2 separate regions of the Gasterosteus aculeatus genome follow, and region 1 is linked to region 2. Evidence: chromatin contacts called from public Hi-C data. All regions are on one chromosome and are shown on one strand. The core of a region is the stretch at or near the end of the contact, and the rest is flanking DNA. Distances in the headings are between cores, read along the strand shown.

Region 1 (6,126 bases), core at 1,454-3,953, 46 kb after region 2:
CAGTTATATAATTAAGTCCAGAGTCAGAAAACAAACAATAGTCATCACAATATAGTTTGAACATTCCGCTCAAAACCCTTTCCAAAAAGCAGTAAACGGTACTATTTGTTATTTCCACAACTGAAAGCCACTATTTCTTTTGAATTCGGCGCCCTTGAGCAGCCACACTGCACACTGCTCCCATCGGCGCCACTGAGATTTTCACTGAGAGAACTTGTCTGGTCACGATAAGTTGATAGAGGATATAATCACTGTGCAGCAGTATCAGCATCCTTCCATCATCGTTACTGCATCTCTCGCTCTAGTGGGACTGGTGTTGCTTTGTATAAAGTCTCCCTCCTCTCCCTAGGCAGTTTTTGTTTTCCACCCAAACAGCGTAAACACGTTGGAAGTGATTGTTACATTGGCTTTTTACAAAAATCCACCGTCTGTCACTACCATCTGCCATAAAGCGCCCTCCCTCCGCGCCACAAAGCCACGCGGCAGACTTCCCACTGGCAGCGGCCCACCGCCTCCGCGATCAACAGTGGTCGCTGGTGTTTGAGCATCACTTCTGTCGGCATGTCATGAAAACAAACAGCAGATACTAACCGCTGCACTGGTGCACGCGCGTTTACCTGAGCAGCCGCAGCTCGGCCAGCAGAGTCGGGTTGGTTGTTGCCTGGCACGCCGCGTCATGCTCCACCCGGAGACGCTTGATCTCTGCCAAGATCTCCCTGTGGGAATGAAAGACACACGGGTCAGCTGAGGCTGGGCGAGCGTCACATGACCGGACAAACCGTGAACACGCACTCACACTTTGGCTTTGAGCAGATTACGAAGGCGAATTAGACCAGTGTTCTTTAAGTAGTGAGAGAAACAGGTCTGAGACACCAGTGTGACCTTTGTACACACAAATGTGTATCAAAAATACAACCACACAAGTGACAGACTGACAGGAGCAGAGGGTCAAACCAACAAGGACGGATTTAATATAAAGAACTCATCCGCTACCTGTTTTTGCACTCGAGCTGAGCGATGAGCTCCCTCTTCTGTTTGTTCACATCAAAGTTGATGCTCCGGTTTGGTATCACCTGAAACAACAGAACTTACTTGAGCCGACTGACGGTGGGTTGATCGCTCATTAGACTTAGTGTTTTAAAGGGCCGCTTTAGAGCTGCTTGTGTATCTTTGGCATATGTGTATTCAGCGTAGCGTGTGCACGAGAAAACGCGGTGTGGTCGACTCACTCCGTGGCCGTCGGTCTCGGCCAGGCGGGAGGTGTAGCGGGCGATCAGCTTGTGCTCCTCGTCTTCTCTGCGTGGACTGTCCACGCTGTGCGGGCCACTCTGCAGGCGATTCACGTACGCCGCGATCAGAGCGTGCTCCTCGTTCATGCGCCGAGCGGCGGCCAAACTGGAGGAGGGACAAATTATCTCATTTCTCGCGTCTTTTCGTAATGATTTTCTTTCAGAATCAGTAAATGTAATAGAATGTGTTTTCTTGTCTTTGCACCAACTAAAGAGACTTTCAATGTCTGACTTTTTCCCCAAAATCTGGAAAATGTAATCTGCTAAGTAAACAGCCAATATATTTTTTTAAATCGACAATTGAGAAATTGTGATGAGAAAAAAGTAATTTTGAAGGAACAAGGGGACAAATTTATCAAAAATCGTTTGCAAATTTCTAATGAGTGACAACAAGAAATATAACAACGTCTAAGTCTTTCTCTTTACTCTTCATTTCAGTTTTTACCTTTTGGAGGACTCAGGCACTGAAGTGGACAGCAACATGGCGTCACTTGTGTTTCCAACCGGGCGAGCGGGGCTGCACGCACACACACACAAACACAAACACAAACACACATATTACCAACACAGTAAACACAGAGTAATGATAAAAACATTGAATAATTAAGACGTCCTGCCTGTCAGAAAACACACATTCTTGCACTCACACACTCTCATGTGCTTTTGAGTGCAGTCATGCAAGAGTGAATGGTTCTAGTCTGAGCAAACACAGACAGGGCAAAGATCACCATGTGTGAGAGACAGAGAGAGAGAGAGAGAGAGAGAGAGAGAGAGAGAGAGAGAAACAGACAATGAAGGCAAAAAAAGAGAGAAATTATAGAAATTCAGAGAAGCGAAAGCATATGAAAATAATAAAGCTGACGCAATAACATAATAATATCAGAATGAACATACTCACTTTGTGTTAAATCTCTTTATGCACCCAGGGCTTGGAGGTCTGCAATGACCCGGTCTGACAATGTTTGGAAAATCAAACATTGTGGATCCACCGCAAGGGGCGGAGCTACCAGAGTGGTTCGCCATAGAGGTGGGACTCTCTGAGGTTTTTGAGTACATGAAACTGAACCTCTGATTTCAAACCAAAATGTTATTTTAGCCAGAGTTACTGCAACATTTTAGGAAATGTTATAATTTTTGAAGGTAAGTGTTAATATTCCTATTAGAGCTTCAATTTGTCTTTATGAACTATAATGAACAGTTTATATAGTATCCTAAATGGTTAAAAGGGGAAATAATTCAGCTGTATTGTGTAGATTTCAGAGGAATGCCAATGTCATTTGAAGATTTGTTGTTGTTTATGATTCCAGGAACATATTTAATTTGTTTTAAAAATACCATGGGACATTGTTTCTGTCGATGTTGTTGATCTAACCTGCTGTTAATGATGCCACTGTGCAGGACCATGTCCCCTTTGCTCAACAGCGCTGTGTGGCCACAAGTGGTGCTTACAGAATAACGGCACATAACTTCTTGTAAATACATTTACAAGAAGTTACACGATTTTCAGAATCATAAATAGGAAATAACAAGTGTGTAAATCATAGTGAGAAACAATAGATTTCTTGTTTGACTTTCTTAAAATTGATCAGAATATTTCTTCAATCGTTACATTAACTAAATTAAGGGCTCCTGGACATCTCGTGTCAATCATTCAGCGTAGTTTGTGGTTGCTGTATTGAAGCGAGGTGTGCGTGTCAGAATGCCGTAGTTACAGAGAAGGTTTCTACTACTACACTACAAAGCTCTTAGAAACGGAAGGTCTTCAAAAAATCTAAATTTCAGTAACTTTTTTGTAGCCAAATTCAATTAAATTGTTTACAGGATATTTAACTTTAAGGCTGGCGCATGCTTCTGCGTCTGCGTCGACGCACTCGTTTCAATTCATGGTCCTAAAAGGCTTGCGTGTGTTGCAGAGCAATTCACCGTGTTTTTGTTGAAGACGACCTAGAGAGTGACGTCTTTGTGTGTTGAAGTCGTTGGTTGTTTATTTATTTATCATAGACTTTTCATCACGAAATTTTGTCCCGTATTTTCCTCCACTACTTTGTGCACCTCTCGACCGGCAAACCGGCGTTTGCCGCGATCTCCCTTCATGAATCCAACCCGCTTATACAACCCGCCAATGACGGCTTGTATAAGCGGTCATATTTACGCATTTCTTCCGACAAAAGTTCTTCGATCTGATCCGTTCTCTCGTAAACATTCTTCGTTTCAGTAATGGCGGTATCGGGCTATGAAAATGGAAATTTGAGACTCCGTAAAGGATGTAGTTAGCAGACCAATCGCAGCCTGGTGCGCTGCAGGAGGATTGCTCGCTTTCGACGCAAGCCTAGAAAAATGGGTCAACGTACGCAAGGAGGTGTGAAAAGGCACGCAAGGGGGTCTTGCGTCTGCGTCGCACTGAAAACATAACTGAGAAGCATAAACTAGGCTTTTGTGTTTCAACTTAACCTCTTACTTTACAAGTTTTGTATAAAGGCAATAAATTAGTAAATTACTGATTATGAGAAAATAGTTTACAGATATTTGCAATTCCTCCTTTTGGTGAATGCCGTATTTTCGATGACTCTCCTTATCTCCTTGCTTTTTCACAGTACATTTATGCACCCTTTGCCATTTCGGAGAATAGAAGATATCAAACACCATATTGAGAATAAAAGCTTTGATGCAAGCTGGTATAAAGTATAAACAACCCTTAAGTGTGTGTGTGTGTGTGTGTGTGCGTGTGTAGTGAGGTCTTACACCAGGTTGGAGAGGTTGAGGGTCCTCTCCGGTTCCTCCGGGTAAATAGGATGAGGGGGCTCTCTGGATGAGACGCAGCCCAGAGTCCTGCTCAGGGCTCGGCCAAGCTTTGACGCCGACGACTTCTGCAGACACACACACATGAATACAGACAAACACAAATATCAGCACAGCATTCCAAATCTGGGTGACTTTAGGATGTTGTTCTGCAGCATTGTTATTCAAAGGGGATATATTTAAACAGATATTTTCAAGCCTCGAATACGTTATGATGATATAGCCCTTATCTAGATTCCAATCACAATCATTAAATTTATCCTAATTCCACCCGTAACCCCAAAACCAATGTTTCACTAAGTAATAGACCCAACAAAATGTAACTTTGTTTAATCTCTTACCTTCCAATGACCCCACTTTAGGCTCTAAGATTCCTTATGGTCCTCACAGAGATGGAGGTCCACACACACACACACACACACACACACACACAAACACACACACACACACACACACACACACACACACACACACACACTGCCCCCTGGTGTGACGAATGAGTAATCACACAGTGACTCACCCAGGACGAGTGCTCCTTCATCTGATGCTGGTTGCTGTGAGAGCCACTGGCATTGCCGCGCCAAAAGCAGTTCTGGCAGAGCTGATAACCACGGCAACGGAGGCAGCGATACCGGAAGCCCGTCATGGCATTGCCACGACAGTAAGAGCATGACACGGGGTGGTAGACTGAGGGAGAGAGAAGAGACAGTAATTGTATGAGTCTTTTGTTTAATTTAAATGTATGTTTGTGTGTATGTTAGTGTGTGTGTGTCTGTTTGCACCATGCTCCACGTTGGCCATGCGGTGCATGAGAGGCAGCCAGACAAGACACTGAGGAGGGTCAGCTACAATGTCCAGGAACATGTTGAGCATCACCCTCTTCTACATCAACAATGACAATTAAGAAAAGGAACAACTCATCAGAAGGACAGAATAGTGAAGAAAATGATTATCATGTATGGAGAAGTCAATAATCTAATCTGCAGGCGAAAGAAAACAAATCTTCACTGCAATAGTGTTATCACTGGAATAATTGCATATGATTAAGGACAGCGCAATGAGGTGGTTGAGGTGTGTGAGGGCACCTGTTGGTGGAAGCATGAGCGTGCTGAGGTGTGTGTGTAGCCGAAGGACGGTCCTTCGTGTACAGCGCTGGGCAGCTTCAGAGCCTCCCTCAGAAAACTGTCGAATTTGGACTGAACCAGCACTCCGCTGGAGTCAGATACCTGAGAAAACACATCTACCCACACACACAAAATGAGCAGAGCATGCATTCAATTCTTTCCTCTTAATAAAGGGCCCCAGTCATGACGGCGGTTTACGTGTGCCAATTAACCACCACAGATTCACCCGTAACGTACATATAAATGCTCAGCCTTGCGTGGACACGTTTTGGGTCCCAAGGTCAAAGGTGAGTCTTCATAGTAGAACTTATTAACATATTCACATGGTGACCACATGATTAATAAAAGATTGGGCAAATAAGCAACCAGTAGTATTGACCTGCAATCTCCATGTGGTGCACGTAATTTATTTAGTTTATGGTTTACAACCAAAGTCTACATGATAAATCAGTCCATTCTCTTTTTTTGAAGTATTTCTAGGAAATCTAAGATGACAAAGATGAAGGTGAAGAGCAGACTCCGTATTAGGCGCAATGGAATTGTTTGGCACTCACAGCGGAGTTTATCCAGCAGTTTCCCTCCGCACAGGGTGGCCAGCATCGCCTTCACGGAGAGCACCGTCAGACGGCTGTCAGGCTCACTAAAAACACACAAATCAGAGGCTGAACTGCTGCATACGTCCCACTTCTCAAGCGTCCACAGATGTCTTCCTGCGGCTACCTGTCCACGGCGGCCAGCAGGAATTCGACCAGCAGGATGGCACTCTCCCGCGGGTCGATGGTGTGCGTGGTGGGCAGGCGCTTGCTGAGCTGGTTGAAAAGGGAGGAAACCAGGTTCTCCAGTCGGGTCACGGAGATGCCGGCGTGGAGCTCCACGGCGTTCAGTCCGGCGTCCCGCACCGCCTCGATCACATT
Region 2 (6,912 bases), core at 530-3,029:
AGTGGCCCGTTACAGTATTCTGACATCTACCGTCCAGATATGTTCACCTGGACAAACAGTATGTAAATAAGAAATATAATATCCAACCTCAAAGGCCAAAGTAACCTCAGTGGACAGCTGCGATCAGACACGATTACTACAGTGACTTACAGTATCATTTAAATGTGGCTCCATCAAACAATGGACAACATCATTTGAGCAACAGTGAACAGTAACCAATGCAATACAACAGTACGCTTACACACATGCTAGTGTGTCAAATGCTACCAGTGTGCAGAATACTGCACCATATTCACCAAAGCATCAGCTAACCGCAATATACAATCACTGCCTAAAATATTACAAAAAAAAGAATACACTTTTAACACACAACGTAATGCTGGCACTCATAGGTATTAAGTATTAATAGGTATTGAGTATAAAAGCCATTACTTTCTTACAGTTGTTGTAGCCCAGTGACTGCTGACTGATTGTTTTACTCCCCATCATGAGTGTGTGCCCTTGCTGTGCACTCTCTTCATAGTGGCATCTGACCACCAGAGGGCGCTCAAACACGGAAGATGTGCATCCGCAGAGGTTTACGTTCCAACCTCGGCTCTGACGTTACTTTAAAAAGCCTAATATTGAGGGTACATGCCAATCGGTGTTACTTTTAGTTTACAAAAAGGTGTTTTGTAAACAATAGAATTTTCTTACACGAGTAAAGGAAAAAAATAACTTCTCACTGCTGTGGCATTCCCTCAAAAATCCAATCCAATATGGGAAAGGCTAACAAGATTTAAGACAGACGTTGTCCCCCTAAGGAGAAGATCAAGACCGTTTTTAGGTATTATTTGCCACACAAACATCTGTCTAAGGTTTTGTTAATTATTTGTAGATCCAGAGCATCTTTTTCGCCGAGAACACTGCACAAATAACAATATGATCACTAAATACGTGTCTATGTGATCATATTTACTTTTTTCGAAACTCCCCAGCACCCCTTCACTAAATCTGACAAATATATCGAACGTAATAATTCCCGCTTTAGTGTTGCTTCCTCCTGCTTGTTAGCTAAATTAGAGCCACAAAACTGTGAGACCGAATAAAACCAGAGGCCGGCCAGTCTCCACGAGCACCAAAAAGTGTTGTATTAAAGCGGCACCATGTGAACTCCACTGACCAGCACCATGAGCGAAAACTGCTGTTTGTGTTCATTGCACTGTAGTACCTAGTTCAATAACTGACACAGCAGTACTGTAACTACACATTAATACAGTATTTGTGTGTTTTGGATCAGAAGTGTTTTGATTGTGGGTTGTTGGAAACAAAGTTTGGGCTCCTTTGTAAGCTTTGCCCCCCTGAAGGTTGAATTCCAGCTGCCATGACACAGTAAAGCCAGAAGACATCAGTTTCAAGGTCGGACAGGAAGTTATTATGTGAAGCACAGTACAGAATCCCTGCACAAGTAAGTGTGTGTGTGTGTGTGTGTGTGTGTGTGTGTGTGTGTGTGTGTGTGTGCGTAACTCAGCAAGCACGCAAGGTAGCACCTGGGGACTGAGGTTAGCCAGTGGTATCCATGATATCTACATGATATTGTGTGTTTGTGTTTGTCTGTGTGTGGTTGTGTGTGTGTGTGTGAGTCGGGTCATTCTAGGTCAGCCAACCTTCATGTAGTAGCTCTATAATGTGTGTGTGTGTGTGTAACTTGTCAAGGTAGCACCTGGGGACTAAGGTTATCCAGGGGTCTACATGATATATATGAAAGCAGTCCTTTACAGTGTGTATGTGTGTGTGTGTCCGGTCGTCCCGTTTCAGCCAACCTTCATGTACTATCTCGATACTGTGTGTTTGTCATTACGTACTGTATGTGTGTGTGTGTCAGAGAGAGAGAGAGAGAGAGAGAGAGAGAGAGGGTGCATGACTAGTTGCAGGCGAAGTACTCCTTGAGCGGGGCGAAGAGGTGCCTGATGACGGGGACGCTCCAGGAGCGACCCAGCAGCCTTTGCCTGGCGAGACGACTCATGTTGGAGACGTCGGTGTAGTGGACGGGGAAACCAAAGACCCTGGAGACACACACGCACACAGCATTTCATTATTCCACTTTAAATAGGATTTAAAAGAAAACAAATCAACAAATCCATTGTTCATGGACAGAAAGTTGATCAGCAACTGATTGGTTGATTGGCAAATTAATTGGTTGATTGTTTGGTCCCCCAACTGTGTTTCATTGGTGTAGATCTAAAAAAAAATGTGGCTTTTGAACTTCTGGTCAGAAAAGATAAACAGCAATTTGAAGACGTAGTTTTCGTTACTTATTACTATATTCAAAAGACCAAATAATGAAACATTAAGTCGAGAAAATGATCAATAGTGTCAATAATTGTTAGCTGTGACAAACATCTTTGACCAAACAAACCCGATCTAATATACTGTAGACAATTAGTGCCTTTCAGATTTCTTTAGATTAAAAAATGTATACTTGAAAAATTGTATTTTGGCGCAATTAATTAATGGACTTTATTTCATTACTTAGAGGCTCATAATCCGCAGCTTATCTGTGTTTTTGTATTTTGTAATGCGCCGTTCACAGTACAGGACTGGACGCCGTCAAATCGCTGCACTATTGCCGTCTTGCAGTCATTGTGGTTTTCACGCCACGTGACTGGCGACAGGCTGTCACACACTACCAGATCGCTGAGCCGAAGGAGTCTCTGACAACTTCATGTCTCATCTCAGAACTACGATTTGTCCCTTGAACACATGTGAGAAGTGACAGTTGTAGTCATGGCATCAGAATTGTTTCGACAGGGAACGCTGTCAATGCTGTGCAAAAAGATGAGACGTCTTGGGCCACAAATGTCTTTAACTAGTTTGTGCGCACAGACGATGGAACACTTATTAATGTTAATGAAGTATCAGGATCACATGGAGATTGCACGCTGGAGCACACACAGAGCAGACATGCAAACACAAACTACCGTACCTTTCCATCTCGGTGCACCAGAGGATGTCCTCCTTGTTGTCCATGAACACTGGGAAATGCTCGTCTTTCCCCTGCTTCACAGAGTTGGAGCGTGTCGTTATCGTACGCAACTTCTCAAACTGGAATTAACATCCCGAACCAAGCACGCACAAAAACACAAACAGAGACGGAGACACACACACACACACAGACACCCTTTTTTAATCCTAAAATCATCCCCTGTTTTCTACAATACATTGGGATTTGAAAAAGTCATTGTCAACAAATGAGCATTTGCTAAATAAATGGCCAATAAGTCCTGTGGCTGGTAGAGAAAAAGTGAGCAAACAGCAGGAAAACAATGCAGTAAAAATGGACATCAATTATGTAATACGATATTTCTATAGTCTATCATACTTAATAGGAGAAATATTAAATTTCTATTCATCCCATTAATGCTGCAAGAGTATCAATTTATTATTGGACACCCCTGATATTGACTGTAGGTCTGTTTCTTTGCATATCATATGGTGATGAGCACAAATAAATGGTGGGAAAGCTACCAAAATATATCATTCTAATACAACTGTAATTCAAGCACTGTACACACACACACACACACACACACATACACACACACACACACACACACACACACACACACTCACACAGGTGGATAGGTACCTTGGCTGTGCGCCCGTGCTCGAGACAGTCTTGTAGGTCCAGCCGGTCATTCATCATGGCTGTAAGAGGTCTGGGACAAAATATTAAAACATCAATTATTTGAATTCAGAATTGATTTAAGGAACAAATCAGACTTGTAGTCAAATAAACGGTCGACTGATGATAACTATGGGACGTTTGTTTGTATCACCTGGACATGCCTGGCAGGTTTCCCCAGAAATAGCGAGCGCGGTGGGCAGCAGAGACCTCTTTGGCGTCGATCATCACCGGGTTACACTAGGGAGGAGCAGCAGGTTAACTTCCTGTTCCACTAAATGTCAACATCTTCCTGTCTGGCAAGTCTGTGCATATATAATATAGGAATCTAATAGAAATAAAATATAGTACGCCATGAAATAGAACAGTATAACATATTAACATAATATGGAGTAATATGGTGTGGCATCAAATATATAAGACAAAATGAGGTTCAGATACCATCTGAGATATGAACAGTCTGTCGTCCCCACTGCTACAATCTGTTAAGATTTAATATTCAGTCCCTTTATTTCTGTAGACAGAAGCATCTGAAGACTTCTTAAATGTGCTGACTAAATCTGCATGTGCCTTCATACTTCTTCTCTCCTCCGCATCAGTCACTGTGTGGGATCCGTCGGAGGAATGTACATGTATACATTCATCTACATAAGTGCACTTCAGGGCCGTGTAACTGCTACCGTACCTCTAAAAAGCGGGAGATGTCCCGTTTGTCGCTGACTCCCATCGCCACCACGTTCTCAAACAGCCAGTAGAACGGACGCGCGTCACCCGTTTTCGGTCGAGCCTCGTGCAGCAGGCGGTAAAATTCAAAGAACAAGCGGCCTGTTCCCTCTGCGGGGACGAGAAGTTCAGCCTCACATGAAGATCATCAGGGTTCACTTGAATATATTTAATAATTAATTGAATCTAATTTATCTTTCCTCCCAGTTTTATTCATAGCAGAAAACTAGTGTGAATTTATACCCGGACGGATTCAAAGAACGTCTCTCACCGAAAAGGCCTTTCCTTGCAGGGTTGACTATGGAGAGGTCGTTGCAGGGGCTTCCTCCAATCACCAGGTCGAACGGCCCCCATTCCTCAATCTTGTGTGAGAAAACAGCAGTTTGGTCAAATAGAAGATTAAAAAACAATCGACTCGTGTGTAAGATGAATTAAGCCTTTCCATAATTTGCCGTACTTACACTTAAATACATTGTGTGGTGTGAAATATGATTGTGTATTTGAGTAGAAGCACTCACGAGTTTGCGTGTCACGTTTCGTACGTCACCCACATACATGATGCGCCCCTCGTGTCGCACCATGCCGACGGTGATGGAGTCCTCACACACCTCGGAGGCAACGTACTTGTCAACCTGCATGCCCAAATCCTTCAGCACCAATAGGCCTGTGCACACACACACACACACACACATACACATTTGTATTTGTTTAAATAAAGGTAAAAAGGACTAGAACAAACGCCATGCTAGGTGCTATGCTAAGGTGAGAGGGTGCTTTGAGGAAAATGCTTAGTACCACGGCGATGTTATCAGATGTTGTTATTAGATTAGCGTGCACATTTTTGGTTCAAGGTAAATATATTTTCACTGCACGGTTACACAAAGAAATGCAGTCAAAGTCAAGAATTAAAAAAAGCATAATTATTAATTACTAATTAACAAAAATTAAAAAAAATGTTTATGGTGTAGGGGGAGGATAAATGACCTAACAGCTTATTATTATTCATCTTGACGGGACCATGAATGTCCAATTCATCCAATAGACATTTTGGTCCTGACCAAAGCAGTGGAACTACCGATTGACATTGTCTTTGTTAATAAATTGAAAGAAGGTAGTCAGATAACGTCTACACATAATGTACCTGTGGCAATGCCATCAAACAGGGAGAGAACTCTGATTGGCTTTCTCTTCTCTGCTGAAACTGGAGGATACAACTTGGCTGGCTCCTAAAAGGAAGAATTGAAAAGGAAGAAGAAACATTGATGAACACAAGATTAAATATTAAGCTTCACAGTGTGCAGAGAGAGCACATGAGCTTTATTCATGATTAGGATCTGATCTGAGCACAGTTCTGATCATTTAGCCTTCATGGATCATTTATAGCAGAGGAGAGGCCTCGCTGAAAAGCAGATACTTATGTCTAACTGTGATGTATTTCTCTTAATTTCTCCAGCAGGCGATTGTCACACTCACAAAATCCTGCTCGTGGTTGTTGGCAAAGAAGTGTTGTAGTCTGCTGGGCCAGTCGTCCCGTCGCCGCAGTAACCCAAAGCTGCTCCGGGGGCCACACATGAAGCAGTTCCAAGGATCTTCTTTGATGGCTGTCGCCGCTGAGCCGGGACCGACCAACAGATCCACACACTCCACACAGAAGCACCTGCACACAAACTCCCCATGAGACTCCTCCACCCGACTGCTGGTGAGTGGGTCCTTTACTCATTGCAAATATTCGTTTATTTTTTTGGGAGACAGATTAAATCTCTTCTTCCCTAAATAGTAGTTTCTTGGTGAAGGGTTTAATTAAAGTTGTTTTTGTTCGCAGCATCTCCATTGGTGTAATGTCAAGTATATTTGCTGTGAGTGTTGCAGTCAAGTTTGAGGTACTATATTAGCATCATTTTCAAAAAGAAAAAAAGATAAAAGATCAGTCACACTAGTCACATGTGATTGGCCTAGTCACATGTGATTGGCCCTTCTCTTTAAACTGTACTATTAAATAAAGGCAAAACACCTTTAAAATACAATAATGATAATTTAATAAAATAATAAATAAATAACTATAATAATAATAATAAAATAAATCAAACCCAACAAATAGTTATGATTATAGTTAACGACCTACTCCATAGTTTAACAGTAACAGAGTATTTTTACAGTGTATCATTGCTACTAAGATCAGAGTACTTTGTCCACCACCACAATGCCAAGTACTGCTGTTTCAAGCTGTTGGATATTTGCAGCCTGGATGCCAAAATAAGCTGCGTGTTCACATACTGTAACTAAATCTGCTCCTCGTGAGTCGCCTGGTTTGATAGCCAATGAATGGATCCATACTGTAAAATCACGCTTTGACATTTTTAGTTTCTTCTTCATTTCAAGTTACTTCCACCAATGTGAAATCCCAAACCGCGTCCTGGTAAAACGAGTAGAAGCTTCTTGCCTCTCACTCTCACCCGAGTAAACGAGTGAAGCTTTGTACTGACCTACAGCAGTTGTTGTTGCCACACATAAGCACCTCTCTGCCT

Evidence for each region. A called contact is a pair of places that touch in the nucleus more often than the background predicts.
Region 1: a Hi-C map of liver shows a contact between it and region 2, with 5 times the contacts expected there. The contact joins two enhancer-like sites. A contact is called at or near these places in 5 of 6 Hi-C or Micro-C datasets (liver, skeletal muscle, tail fin and 1 more).

What each region holds. Positions count from the first base shown.
Region 1 is chr18:6,274,573-6,280,698 of fGasAcu3.hap1.1, forward strand. dtnba (dystrobrevin, beta a) reads right to left here. Exons shown (of 20, transcript XM_040161541.2): 5 at 5,933-6,126; 6 at 5,767-5,852; 7 at 5,174-5,328; 8 at 4,871-4,970; 9 at 4,609-4,775; 10 at 4,032-4,156; 11 at 1,735-1,806; 12 at 1,230-1,395; 13 at 994-1,073; 14 at 618-716. Among protein-coding and RNA genes, the nearest start is that of dtnba, 11 kb to the right of the region's middle. Within about 2 kb of position 2,704, at least 2 of the 9 cell types and tissues checked have open chromatin away from gene starts, as enhancers often do. A contact at or near this core is called in liver, where this site is marked.
Region 2 is chr18:6,229,807-6,236,718 of fGasAcu3.hap1.1, forward strand. LOC120808547 (DNA (cytosine-5)-methyltransferase 3A) reads right to left here. Exons shown (of 23, transcript XM_040161528.2): 14 at 6,871-6,912; 15 at 5,861-6,044; 16 at 5,529-5,613; 17 at 4,906-5,051; 18 at 4,659-4,749; 19 at 4,350-4,498; 20 at 3,819-3,904; 21 at 3,629-3,698; 22 at 2,966-3,084; 23 at 1-2,045. The coding sequence ends at 1,904. Among protein-coding and RNA genes, the nearest start is that of LOC120807735, 7.6 kb to the left of the region's middle. Within about 2 kb of position 1,780, at least 2 of the 9 cell types and tissues checked have open chromatin away from gene starts, as enhancers often do. A contact at or near this core is called in liver, where this site is marked.